Regions from separate parts of the Anas platyrhynchos genome. Here region 2 is linked to region 1. The links are chromatin contacts, called in public Hi-C maps. All regions are on one chromosome and are shown on one strand. Each heading gives the region's core, a stretch centred on a gene start, on an enhancer-like site or on the middle of the called end of the contact. The rest is flanking DNA. Distances are from core to core; before and after follow the strand shown.

What was found. Hi-C and Micro-C count contacts between places; a contact is called where the count stands out from the background.
Region 2: a Hi-C map of subcutaneous adipose tissue shows a contact between it and region 1, with 2.1 times the contacts expected there. The contact joins the promoter of FLCN here to the promoter of DHRS7B in region 1. A contact is called at or near these places in 2 of 8 Hi-C or Micro-C datasets (liver and subcutaneous adipose tissue).

The regions. Positions count from the first base shown.
Region 1 is chr15:16,792,548-16,795,072 of IASCAAS_PekinDuck_T2T, forward strand. DHRS7B (dehydrogenase/reductase 7B) reads right to left here and starts at 1,263. Exons shown (of 7, transcript XM_027469151.3): 1 at 1,115-1,263. The coding sequence starts at 1,134.
Region 2 is chr15:17,011,636-17,014,160 of IASCAAS_PekinDuck_T2T, forward strand. It overlaps FLCN (folliculin), which reads right to left and starts at 1,266. Exons shown (of 12, transcript XM_038186796.2): 1 at 1,128-1,266; 2 at 390-669. The coding sequence starts at 638.

The sequences.
Region 1 (2,525 bases), core at 13-2,512:
TCCTTTTCAAGCCGTGTTTGACAGGGAAGAAGAGTGAGCATTGCTTGCGTTTAACACCAGCTAAATGTTCTTGGTGATCCAACTGCTTCAGAAAGAAATTGACGTGAAATGTGTAGACTTTGAGGTCAGGGGACAAAGGAAGGCAGCATTGTCTATTCAATCAGTGATTTAATAGAAGCAAACAGGAAATTTGACAATTTCTCTGACTCACCAGGTCCCCAAACAATGGTAAGTGAAGGTTCAAAAAGCTCACTGAAGACCTAATGAGAAAAATAAAGTGACTACGCTCATTGAAACAGCTGAATTAACAAAATGCTTGTGTGCACTTACATTATCTGCTTTCACTCCAGACTTCATGAGCAGAAAATGATGTGCGAGATACCCTGAGGGCATTAGAAATCAGCAAAAGGCCTAAGAAGGAACTCAGTGCCTGGACAGAACTCCTCAGTAAAAGGTAATTGTTCAGAGAAGAAAGGGAGGAGGGGTTTGGGAGAAGGAATCCAAGACCCCAGCTGGATTTCTGAACAGAAATGATGGGAAGTGTGACGGTGAGGACTGCCCCAGGCAACAGGAGCAGGCGGACACCAGGTCTGTAAGTGGATGGCAACAAAGATCGGTCGTCTGGGGGCTGCTGAGGTGGGAAGGCTCAGTTATAACAGTCTGAATTAACTTCTTAAGGTGCAATTCGAAAACCCTGCTATCTCCCCGCTATCACTTGGAGCAGTGCCTGAGGAGACGATCCGCTGTGTTTTGGGAGTCGCTTAATGCCATTTATTTATGCTTTTACCCCAAAAAGATCTCAGTATAGCCCCTGGGATTATCAACGTAACCCCTCGGGATTATCAATACAACCCCCGGGATTACCAATACAACCCCTGGGATTGTCAATACACCCCCTTGGGATTATCAATACAACCCTTGGGATTACCAAAATAACCCCCGGGATTGTCAATACACCCCCTCAGGATTATCAATACACCTCCCTGGATTACCAATCCAACCCCTCAGGATTATCAATGTAACCCCCAAGATTACCAGCCCAGCCCCTCACGGCCCCCCCCCAGCCGCCCTTTGCCGCCCCCGTCCCCTCAGGGCCCCCCCGGCCGGGCCCTACCTGCCCGCCGCCGTCACCATGGCCACCGCCGGAAGTGCGGCGGGGGGAGGCGGGGCTTCCGGCGGCGCGCCCAATAGCAGGCCGCTTCTGCCGGAAGGCCTGGGAGCCGGCCCGCGGCGTTGCCCTTCGTGGGTCCGGCCGTGGGTTGGGTCCGGTCGGGAAACAGCGCCCCCGGTGGGAGGTTCCGGCCTCACTTTGTTCCGAGCTGGGCCTGCGGGTCTATTAGGGCAGTGGTTCAATTAATAATAATAATATTAATAATATTAATAATAAAACAATTAATAATTCAGCCTCCCAGAAGGATCCCTGAGGAGCCAGCTCGTTGCCAGCCCTGCTTGAAAGGGCAGGGGAGCTGCATACAGCGTACCCAGAGCTGGCAGTGCATGGCTACAGGGGCAGGGATGGCGAAATCCTGTGATAAAAGAGGAGGAGGTGGCGTTCTGCAGGGCCCTGATCGCGGTCCCGGAGTGTGGGCAGCAAGACCAGGGGCAGTGTGGTTCCCTGGTTCTTAAACGGGCTCCCCGCAGCAGTGCTCGCAGGCAGCACCCGCAGTCCAAGAGCTTTTCCCTTTGAGGTGAAATGGGGCTGAAGTGTTGCAGCCTCAGCTCCTGTAAAGGCCGTGGAGCTGATAACGGGCAACGGGGTGCTGCAGGGTTACAGCACAAATCCGAGCAGGCCTTTGGAAAACAAGGTTCCTGTGATGCCCAAATCCCAAAGCCTGGATGGACTCAGTGGTGTGAGGAGCTCCTGCACCAAGGGCTTCGTCCTGGCACAAGGAGCTTCTCTTCCTATTCCCTACAGCGTGCGTGAGCAGGAGATACATCTACAAAGGCATTATCCAGCGACAAAGGGAGTTAATCCCAGGTGTCTTTCCCTTTGAGCAGCAGTGAGGTGAGCAGTTGTGTTTGTGTGTTTTTTTATGACAGTTACTTGAAGCAGTTTACATATGGTAACGGCATTTTGTTCCTCTCTAATAAGGAAAACACACTGGGGCCGTGAGTTTGCATCAGTATGTTTGTTTGTCATTAGTAAGGGATCAATACTGAAGGAAAAAATAGAAAAGGATTCAAGATCTTCCTAAAAATCACATTCTGATAGGTCTGACAGTAACACGCTTTTCTGGCTTTAGGGCCAATGTGAATCAAAAGGAAAGAATCAATAATTATACTTATCCAAATTAAAATGAAAAACAAGAAGTTCATTTGTGTAATGGCAGCCTTACTGGAAGCTGCAGTCTGCTCGGTCTTCTGAAAATCAGAGCTAGAAAAAGCCCTTTCAGACCATCCTTCTCAGCAAAGCAGGACAGGATGAGCCAGAGCCTAATGCACTGACTTTCTCACAGGACCATGGCTGCCTGAGAGCTACATCCAAGCTCCTGTGGTAATTTACCTGGTATCTGACAGCCTATTTA
Region 2 (2,525 bases), core at 16-2,515, 220 kb after region 1:
CTAACGTTAATCAATAGTAAGACCTGAGCTAATGAAGCAGTGACTCTCAGAGGATGAGGGAAGCATTTCTCAGCGTCACAAGACTAAAATGCATAGAGGGCTTAAAAGAGACCTCAGAAGACAATCTTGTAAAGGTCAATAGCCTCAAACACAGTCCCTTTAACATCCTGTCACGGGTAGCTGTACTGTGTAAGGACTTAGACGTTTTTTGGTACTGTCAGTCATATTCAAATACAAGTGCAGTTCACTTTTTTCCTGCTTAAAAAAAAACCACACAAAACACAAATAGCGACACAATTTGCATTAGAGAATCCAAGAGCTTTTAGAAAAGTAATAGATTTAGTAAAGTAAAAGGCCACTGATGTCCATGTGCAGCTATTCGCACTTGCCTCACACATGTCTGACTTCTTCGGCCCTGGGCTGCTGGAGTCAGCACTGGCACCTTCAGCCGGGCTGTGCGAGCGGATCCTGCTGCTCATCTGGATGCCGCCCTCCTCCTCTTCCGCCTGCTCATTCTGCCCAGCGATGTCCCCGCTGCTGGCGCCTTGGGGAAGCGGCGAGTGCAGGACCTCGGTGCAGAAGAGGGTGCGGGGCCCGTGGAGCTCGCAGAAGTGGCAGAGGGCGACGATAGCATTCATAGTGAGAGCGCGGCGCGTCCGTCAAGGCCTCCTGCGGATAAAGGAGAAAACAGACGACATCAGCACGGAGAACAAGCCTCGAACCCTCCTCAGCTGGGCGAAACCCTGCTGTGCATCCCCCTGAGGGGCGGCTCAGCCAAAGGGAGAGGCCCAACCCTACATGGGGGGGCTCTGATACCTCAGGCTTTGATGGGGGGAGAGCGAAGCGGCCTCGCCTCGCCTGGGCGCCTCAGGGGGGACCCCGGGTACCTCAGGGGGGGCCCCGGGCGCCTCAGGGGGGACCCCAGGTACCTCAGGGGAGGCCCCAGGCGCCTCAGGGGGAGGCCAGTGCCAGGCCCACCCGCCCTCCCCACACCGCGACGGTGCCGAGGCCCCTCGGGCTGCAGCCCCCCAACTCCCTCACGCCTCAGGGCTCGGCCCCGGTCCCCCCTCAGCGGCCCCGGCCCCGTTCCGACCCCTTCCCGGTCCCCCCCCCCAGGCCCCGCTCACCGCGGCCGCGGCCCCCCCGGCGCGTCCCGTGGCTGCGGGCAGCTGACAGCCGCGGCCCCGCCGGGCTGTACCATCCGCACCCACCGCCGGGGGGGGTGAGGTTATAGTTGGAGGTCACTTCTCGGCTGCTCGCTCGCCGCCCAGCAGGAGAAGGAGGAAGAACGGAGAGAACGGTGGTGCTGAGACGGCGCCCAGGCGGTGTCCTCACGCCGCAGCCCCGCTGGTGACAAGCGACGCCGCCGCGTCCCCCCCCGCGCCCCGCCGTCATGGTTCAGGCGACGCCTTCGGCCCGCAGCCGCCCTCTGCACAGGGCTGGGCGGAACCATTACCTCAGAGGGTGCGGGGGGGGGCTTGAAACTCCAAAACACGTCTCCTTCTTTTTACTCGCTGAGCCTCGCGCTGTTATCACACGGTGAAGAGAAGACATCAGTGATAGACCTCCAGGAGCCGGGACAGGTCGAGGAGACTGCGAACCCACAGCCGGAGGGGGCCCCGCTCCCCCTCTCCTACCCCCGAAAAATGGTGCGGCCCACAGGGCGGGTCACGTGACCGCCGACCCGCAGGGAAGGGGGGGGGGGTAGAGGCGGGCCGCGCGCAGGCGCAGTGCGTCCCCGCCGCGCTCTGAGGGGACGGCCCCGCCCCGCCCCTCGCCTCAGCCCCTGAGGGCTCGGCTCGGCCCCGGCCCCTGTCACGGGGAGGCGGCGGGGGTTGAACAGCTCAGTCAGTGAATTAAACACCTCAGCCGAGTTAAAAACACCTCGATTTAGGCTCTTACACACCTGCCCTTGTTTCAGCCCGTCCTATATTGCTGTAGGGTCTCACATCTTACCACAGGGTTATTGCTGTGTGGAAACTACGCCACATACACGTCACATACACCCCACAGCCCCTTGGAATCGGTTATCCTTTCAAGCTTCAAAATAATCAACTGCTGTTTTTTTTTCATCCCCCCCCCTTCCCTTTACATTGGAGCTGGCCTCTAAAGACTCTCAAGTATCCGTGTCTTTAAAAAATAAATAAAAAAGTAGTAAGTCTTCCCCAAGATAATGGCACAAATCATTCAGCTAATCACAACTCATACTGCTATAAACCGACTGAAACCCCCAAAAAAGGCAGCTACCAGCAATACCAGCACCATATATTATGACTCTGCTCTGAGCAGTCACATGTGGACTGAAGACTTGGGCTTCTGCAGAAGAAAACAATATTCAGATGGACAGTGAGATAGATGATGCTTGCAACACAATGATCAGATCTAAGTACAAAGAAGTCCTAATTTGCAGCACGTTTGAGCCAAAGCCCATCTAATTCCAGTCTGTCTTGGACAAAGGCCAGTAGCACTTCCCAAGACACAGACTGCTTGCACAAAAGAAAACACTACTTCTGTTTGAGACCATT